Regions from separate parts of the Drosophila melanogaster genome. Here regions 1 and 2 are each linked to region 3. A link is a contact called in public Hi-C data. All regions are on one chromosome and are shown on one strand. The core of a region is the stretch at or near the end of the contact, and the rest is flanking DNA. Distances in the headings are between cores, read along the strand shown.

Region 1 (2,958 bases), core at 404-2,903, 180 kb after region 3:
CTCGTTTTGACTGGGCGGACTTGAAAGTCGTACAGTGGAAATATGAAATATTCTTTACACTTCATAAATAAACCGTTCTTATACAAAATTCATACATTTATAAAGCATTTATGCATTACTTTGGATTTGATTTAAAGGTATGCAATTCAGGAATTTCATGCAGCCTTTAAAAGAGAGGCAACATTTTTCATTTCTGTGTTCAGCTTAAGTATATATTATTAAGTTTATGTTATATATAATATATTTATTACTGCATCGATTTGCTCAACTTTAATCTGTACCTTTAATCCGTTACCACTGTGCAGAGCATTTTTGGTCGGTAAACTCCCCCTGGAACGCCCACTCTTGGCACTAGACAGCATTTGATTGTTTGCTGGAGGTCTGAGTATGTGCCGTTCTTGTAGGTATGGGTTCTGCTGTCAGTTATGCAAAATAGCTGACATGCCAAGGAAGCAGGGTCGCTCGACTCCTGCGCCCCAAGCCAGTTGGCTTATCTCGGCTGGCTTATTGATAAAGGCGGCGGAAGGGCTTAGACAGTTAAAAAGACGGCCGACGGAAGAAGCAGCCCACAACAAAAGTATGCCGGGGAAAAAAACGAAAGTCTTCTGATTTCTTTGGATACTCGACATTTCTATTAGAAATGCCGCCAATGGAACCCAAATAGATATAGATCCGATCGGAGAAGGAGTTTTGCGCGTGTTTATGTATCAATCAGAGGAGCGGATCCATTGGCATGATGCGGCACAATCCGAAGTAGCTGGAAATGGATCTGGGATCTGTGTGGAGATGGGGATGAAGAGATGCACTGACTCAGCTGCGAGTTCTCTGCGATCATGAGAAAGACGAGATTAGCGCAACGAATTATGAAATTGAAATTACTCTAAAAAGTGTTTGGCGATCGAATGCGATACGAGTTCGAATCCGAAGACCAAGACTCAGCATATTTTAGTAATACAAGCTAGTCATCGTGGATCAAATACGCTGTGCCGACGCCAGATATTTGGGTTTACATGTATATACATATATATACCTTTATCTTGGGGGCCCATCCTCTCCAGATGCGCTAATCTCGTAGGGAGAAGAGTCCCCCGCCATCTTGGCCAATCCAATCCAATCCAATCGTATCCAATCCAAGCCAGTCCACTTCGATCTAATTAATCAACATTCAGCGGCAAACAGTGTCAAATAGTTCGGGGGTCGCCTTTTGTAATTGCTACCATTTGAAATGGAAATCGATGTGGATGTGGAATATCGCAAGTGCCTCGCCCAGTCGACTGTCGATTGTGGCCTGTGTGTCAACTGCGACACGGACGGTGACTGTCACCTCGCGTTGAGGTGACTGCAATCGATCATGGGTCCATGTTCATGGGGCCCTGGCCTCCACTCCAAACGGCTGTCTTTGTGGCCACGGTCTCTGATTAGCCGCCGCATTTACCCGGCATTCCACGCTTGACATTTTTCCGGGGACCAAACAGCTCCATTGTCGGCCAATTAAACGGTTACCAAACTGATTGTAGCCAAGCGATACGGATACAGATTCAGATCAAGCCAAAAACTGAAACCGAATGCAGTGTAAATTTGCTGGAATTACATGAGACATTTAATGATTCATATATGTATCAGTACGTTAATTTGGGATTATTATAGTAATATTATAAACGGACGCATGTAATTTTATTTTGGGTATTATAGGTTAACTAAACATTAACCGTAACTGCATGTAACATTATTTTAATATCATAAATAAAATGTAATATGAATAAAATATTTCTTATAAAGGGAACTATTTCATTGTAACTCATTTAGTATTCTGTCCACTTTTCCAATTAACCACTAAATGAATCTTTTATCGCCGGATCCCCACCAAAAGAAATCGTAAGTTTAGCCCGGACAAACATTTTCGCTGGCACCTTCCTTGACCATTTTGGTTGGCGTCACCTGTCCATCGCACGTTCAAAGCTGTCGCTGGTGCGTTAAAAATGATTAATTAAGGCATTTGAAAATCATTTGTCATTCTTAATTTATTAATTAATTAGAATTGCCCAACACGTACATTGACACCTGAGGCGGACTCGAAACTCCAAGTCCGAGTCCCTCATCGGGGATGTCCGACTGGTAATGCGATATAGAACCGGTTCGGCACTGCCTACAGATACAGATATTGTCTCGAACTAAGCAATATAGTGCATCAAAAAGCTGAACTGTATCAGTACAATTTAAAATCTAATAAAATTATAAATATATTGAAAATAATGATAATTATAAAAACGTAGCACCTTTAATATTGCATATATTATTTCATTAATTTCCCTCATGACAATTTGAAAACAACGAACATTGGCGGCAACCTTCGGTATCTTCAAGTAAAGAGAGTTGCCATTTTGATTATTACACATTTCTAGAGCTGCCATCACAATTTCTACACATTAAGAGAGTTGCCATCCCGGTTTCTACAAATGTGTAAGACTACATATCCTTAGAAATCAGGATGACAAGGCCTGATTCCCCTCAAAATCCTTATAAAGGATAATGACATGTGCAAATATACTGACTAAATAAAGGCGATTGGCATAGAAGTATTTTTATTTGAAATGCTACAGTAGATATACAAAATTGGTTTGAACATCCACTAATTTCTACGAAGGTTCGCCACTTGGCTTGAAAGCTTGAATGGTTCGGGTCTTTGCTAAATATTTAAATTAAAAAAGAACGCCGATTTTATTATACCCTTACTGTGCGGCAGATCGTTGCTCAGGAAGAATGCATTTCTAACCCCAAATTTAAACTGGCTTAAGAAGTATTCTAACTGTCGTAAGCCTGTGTGACTATATAATACCTCATGGTTGATGCAGTTATATCTGGATCTCGTATTATACCTAAAATGTGTACTTTTCTTCATTACTTTAAAAATCACAAACACTTTGTCCGGCACTTCGTCAAGGGACATTCAATCACGTT
Region 2 (2,793 bases), core at 152-2,651, 170 kb before region 3:
TTCCGCACATGAATGTCCGTTCGTCGGCCAGTGAGACGGATATATTCTCCATTAGCGGTACGATGACCGGAAGCAGTCAGATCAGCATGACGCCGGAGGTGCCATCGATATCGTTCAGTAATCTGCCTAAGAACTACGAGGACACGCCCACTATTGAGAAGTACCGGGTATCGCAGAGTCTCTATTCCATTCAAACGGCGAATGCTGCTCGGGCCACACAGGATGATTACTCCATGCCGCGCTACTTCCGTCGATCTGCCATGCTATTGACCCAGAGCTCTGAGGTGCTGCCCGGCGCCAGTTCACTGGCCTCCATGTCGCCATCGATGGCCTCGTCCTCTGCCTCGCCCGGGTCCTCCAAGGACGAACTGCGACGGCCAGAGAAGGAGAAGAGCAAACGACTCCAGATGCTGCGTGGCAATCTACCGCCCTTACTTATTCATTCCGTGTCCTTCAAACGAAATCGCGACGAGGGCAAGCAGGTTGACTAGTCGCACTGCAGATATACATATTTATTTGTTAATCACTTTGTCCATGTTTTTAATGTTTTAAATTTATTAGCCTTTAGTACCTGCTTATGCGTTTTCTGTATTATCTTCTAAGCAATGACCTTGTCCAAACAATTCCTCAGTATTCAGATGTACTTCATTTTGAATTAATGATTGATATTACAAAATAAATTGTATTTTACCACAAAAAACAGCGATTAAAGATCCTACTTAATAAATCTTTATAAAAATCTAAACGATATCTATTTGTACCATTTTAAAAGAAATAAATGCGAGCTTGAAAAAAAATGCACTTATCTCCCCGACGGGGAATTGAACCCCGGTCTCCCGCGTGACAGGCGGGGATACTAACCACTATACTATCGAGGATGTTATACAAAGTGAGTCAAACTCGGGTTTTCCGTTTGCGGAGTGTGAATGCTTGTTTCAATTTCATCTGTTCCCCATTTGTACTCTGAAGACAGTGTGCAAGCTCGAGACGGTTGTTTGACAGTGGGTAGACAACATCCTCGATAGTATAGTGGTTAGTATCCCCGCCTGTCACGCGGGAGACCGGGGTTCAATTCCCCGTCGGGGAGAGATGTAAAAATTACTTTTTGTTGATTGTTTTAATTTATTAATTTAATTTTTTAATTTTTTAATTTCAAAATTTAAGTAATGCAATACATGTTTCAGACCAACAAATTAAAATAAAAAATTGCACCATATAGCTTAAAAAAACGTCAAACATGTATATTTAATTAGGTCATCCTGGAAGTGATATATAATGAAACACATTTCAACGGGTATATAAGTTTTGTTAAGGGGTAACTGTAAGCCGGACCCATTTAGCTTACCACCCAATATGGTAGCACTGGCTGTAGAAATTCCCAATGGCAACGCTAGTCGACCAGTTTTCATTCGTATTGGCGTGTGTGTTGTTTGTACAACAAAACATTCTAGTTGTTTTATTTGCAAGGTGCTCATATAAAAACATAAACAATATATTTCGTAGAGTGCCCTAATAATTTATTAAGTTGTGAATTAAACAAATATGAATAAGAAGCGTGTCCAAGTGAATTGGTTAAATTGTAAATTATAAATAAAGCAATACATATAAACGGCCGGCAAAACAGAGAGCGCGTTTTAAGAGAGAACCTAATAGGAAAAGAGTGTAGAGCTGCCAGGTTTCAATTAGGTACCAGGTACCAAACGTATTTATTATTCGAGAAGAACTATTTTTGGTGACTAAATATGGTTTCTGATTATAGAAGTGTTCTCCTAATATATAATTTTTAAAAATTTTTTTCTACACGTGCCCTCAGATTGTTGATATTCAAAATTCGTACACAAACGCCCTTGACAGGCGCAGTCTCACCCGCGCCCACTGAGAGCGGAACGACGGAAATTTCAAACATTATTTCTATTTTCTATTTGAATTGAAACTATGTATTTTCCATAATTTTCAAAATATTCTTGATTTTTTTTGAATAACTAAATTAATTATTTTAAGTATCGCGAGGGAGAATAAGAGTTTAAAGCGGCCGATTATATTGAGGGGGAGTTTCAGTCAACGAAAAGGAAATAGTGAGAGGAGAGGGCTTATTGAAGAGAGCCTCTCATTTTAAAATTTCTCTTTAAGCGTGTTCCTTCTAAAGGACACAAGAAACTAATATGTTTATGAAATAAGAAACTTAACCGTGTATGTGTTTTCCAATTTTGCGTGAACAAATAAAAGAGCTCAAGCATTTTATCGTTTGAGTAATTTTAGATAAAAATTTATTAATATTTTTTAATGTTTTCAATTTGCCATAGACAACATTTTTTCCAATAAAATTCGGTAATATAAATAACATGGTGTTATGGCCTGCAATTTTTATATAAATTTTTAGTAGCACGCTCTTAGTTTAATATTTAGGTCAATAAAATAATTATCCTTATTGTTTTTTTTTTTAATTTGCATATTGTTTGTTGACCAGCTGTTAAGAGAAGAGAGGAGAGAGAAAAAGAGAACCGAAAAAGTGACCGTTCGCGACTTCGCAGTCAGCGCTGGAAAACGCACTAACGCGCGGAAAATGCCCTAGCGCCAGAGAAAGTGCCATTTGAGACTGAACTCTCTTTCGTGCGAGTTCCCTTTTCATTCGAAAATTTAACGCCCGCGCTGCTGCAGCGCGTTGTTGCTCCGGTTGGAAAATATCTGAAAACAGCATTAATAAATAAACAAAAATATTGGATAAATCGCCGGTAGAAACGCTGCATAAAACGAAATTTGGTTTCTTGTAAAATATTATTTTTCAAGATATTT
Region 3 (2,796 bases), core at 258-2,757:
GTGCTATCAAGATAGGCCGTGTACACACATTTCTATTTTATGCATATAATGTTAAGTTGCGATAAATTCTGTACTTGTTGATTTGGAAACTTGTAATATCTAGCTTGGAATATATATAATATATGATCATATCAAATTTTGATATTTCATCCAATAAAATTTTATATAATTTTTTTGTAAATTTGTGATATTATCCACTTGATGCCAATACTTCGTATACTGTTTAAGATTAGGATCCCCATCATTACAGTTTTGCAACGCACTGTTTATTAAGCCGAAAAGCTTGTCCTACTCAAATGCTAAGCAAATAGTCGTAGCCAATGTTGGCAACTGGTTGAGTTAAGCGACTTGAAGGCAGTAACTAAGAACTCAATAAACTTACTTAAAGCTCAATGGCCAGACGATGTTCTTTCTAACTATCTTTGTTGTTTTGTTGTTGTTTTAGCTGCAGGGCTTTTATCAGCGACTGCTGCTGCTCTTGTTGATATTGTTATTGTTGTTGTTGCTATTTTGAGTTGTTATTGTTGAGTTGACCGCATGAATGAAAGCGAATATGGAAAAAAAGGCAGACACACACTTGTTGATTTCTTTATGCGATTTTGTGGCTCGTTATAATTAACGTTTCTCCGTATTATTTTGTTGTGTATTTTTCTATTTTTGTTTTCTTTTTGGCACCGCGACACGCTTCTTCGTTTTTTTGGGAGAGATTTCGTTGTTTGGCTTTTGATTTTTTACTATTATTGCACTTGTTGCCGCCGCTGTGAAATTCATCTCGGGCGTTTTTTATTTAATGAGTGACTTTTGCAGGGCAGTTGTATAACTGGCGCACTGCATATATTCATTTATATCAATCAAAGCGGAATATACAGCTTATAAACATTGTCTTTGTTTTTGCCTTTTGCAGTTGTTTCTTCCAACGTCACTGGAATTCAACTACGGCTTCTGTGTTCCGTTACAAAAGCGCTCACTTATCACTCTCTCTTTTTTCTCTCCCTCTCTCTCTCTCTCTCTAGCTCTCTGCCTCGCACACGCACACTAGAACATGGCTGTTACGTAGTTGTTTTTGCCAAACAAAAATTCCGTTCACTTTATAAGTTTAATATGCATTAATTGCATAAATGTGGTGTTTTTTGTAGGGAGAGGGGCGGGGAATGTGCTCGACTTGCAAACTGCAGTTGATTGAACCCGCTCTCTCACGCAAACACACTCGCACACCCACGTTCAAATTCAAACTGGTGGAGAAGAGAACCCGGCGCAGCGATTGACGATTGGCGACTGAAATCAAAGTCGCCAAATCGAACGAAAGATACAAATTGGAAATGGCACCATCAACGCACAGTACACAGCCGTTGCGAAAAGCGGAAAACGCGTGAGCAAAACAAGATGCGATAATATCACATTTTGTTGCTAATATTCTGTTTGGCAAAGTTCAAAAGGGAGTCACGCGAAAATAGCAACAAAGCGATTCGCGGAGAGTAAAAGTGCAATTGCTGTGGTGTGCGTGTGACTTTCCATCACGTCAATTTTCAGTGATCGCGGTGGAGGGCTGCCAGACTGTGATAAAAACATACGATCTGGTAGCACTACGCTTGGATTGCCAAGCTTTTTTGACACTTGCGAAAGCTAATTACTGCGCGCACTATTCAAATTCAAAATTTTATCGTTTAAAATATATGTGTATTATAATTACTAGGTAACAGTAATCTCCATTTCCAAAGAATATTCAAATTATATAAAGAAAGTGTTCAATACCAAAAAAAACTTCTCCAATCAAATGTTAGAAAAATTGGTTTATTGAGATATTTTTTGCCAGCTAACTGGTACAGTGGGTCACTATGGGTATACATATACATGATGGGGCTTTTATATAGATATTATTTTAGATCTGAATGCTCACTATGATTATAATATATATATATATTTTAGTTGGTGTTTCATTGTACATATATGCACTAAGAATTGTACACGTTCGAATATTTACATTTAATTTAGCACATGTACCACGCGTATGGTGTTAAATAAATAATAAATTAGCATAAAGCAAATAGCTTATAGCGATCATAGAGAGAGTGGAGCTGAATGCAAGACTTTCTCCATAAGGTTATGAAATGCGCTCTCTGGGCGACGACATTTTAGTGGTTTTACACTTGTTATTTGTATCATCTATATAATATTACGTATAGCGTTAACTAGGTAGAAGAGTGTTCTCCGAATACGATCAGACACCATTTAAGTTAGTGGGGGTTAAGAGTAGAACGTAAATTGCACTAATCCTTAGACTTAAAGATAAGCTTAAATTGTCACGTGCTGGAACTTAAATACAGGTACGATTTAGCAGCGGTCGCGGTTGTTGTACGCCTTCACCTTGGCCACGGTGCACTCGAGGGCTGCCCGAATGTCGCTGAACACGGGCACACCCTGCCTCTTGGCCAAGTCGATCAGGTACGACCGTCCGCGATTGTAGTCCTTGATGGCCGCCACAGTCAGCTGGAGGGAGAAACATAACGTCTGGTTAATAAAAGTTCAAATAAAATGAACGAATAGAACTCGCTGTATATGCTTATAGTTATATATGAGCAAGATATAAGATATAACTATCTAATGGACTGCGTCGACAACCCACCTTCTCGTCACCCAGGACACAGTCTTCGGGCAGCATTTGCACCGCCAGCACCACATTGTACATGAGGCCAATGCAGTGGGCGGCCAGGGTCATGGGCGCCAGCGAACGGGTCTCGTTGGTGATGACGAAGAGCAACACTCGACTCGAGTCGAGCAGCGATGGGTTGAACAGGC

Evidence for each region. A called contact is a pair of places that touch in the nucleus more often than the background predicts.
Region 1: a contact with region 3 is called in a Hi-C map of the Kc167 cell line, with 3 times the contacts expected there. A contact is called at or near these places in 11 of 107 Hi-C or Micro-C datasets (the Clone 8 cell line, the Kc167 cell line, the ML-DmBG3-c2 cell line and 3 more).
Region 2: a Hi-C map of the Kc167 cell line shows a contact between it and region 3, with 4 times the contacts expected there. A contact is called at or near these places in 3 of 107 Hi-C or Micro-C datasets (the Clone 8 cell line, the Kc167 cell line and wing imaginal disc) and 1 of 7 datasets of targeted methods (the Kc167 cell line).

The regions. Positions count from the first base shown.
Region 1 is chr2L:8,886,375-8,889,332 of dm6, forward strand. It overlaps lncRNA:CR44415 (long non-coding RNA:CR44415), which reads right to left and starts at 1,654. Exons shown (of 1, transcript NR_133073.1): 1 at 1-1,654.
Region 2 is chr2L:8,540,746-8,543,538 of dm6, forward strand. It overlaps Sema1a (Semaphorin 1a), which reads left to right and starts at 1,402. Exons shown (of 22, transcript NM_135399.5): 1 at 1,402-1,467. CG17834 reads left to right here. Exons shown (of 6, transcript NM_164827.2): 6 at 1-694. The coding sequence ends at 491. tRNA:Asp-GTC-1-4 (transfer RNA:Aspartic acid-GTC 1-4) reads right to left here and starts at 878; the gene lies at 807-878. tRNA:Asp-GTC-1-5 (transfer RNA:Aspartic acid-GTC 1-5) reads left to right here and starts at 1,016; the gene lies at 1,016-1,087.
Region 3 is chr2L:8,708,104-8,710,899 of dm6, forward strand. It overlaps Hnf4 (Hepatocyte nuclear factor 4), which reads right to left and starts at 1,508. Exons shown (of 8, transcript NM_164834.2): 1 at 383-1,508. raw (raw,) reads right to left here. Exons shown (of 9, transcript NM_080050.3): 8 at 2,624-2,796; 9 at 1,777-2,487. The coding sequence ends at 2,332.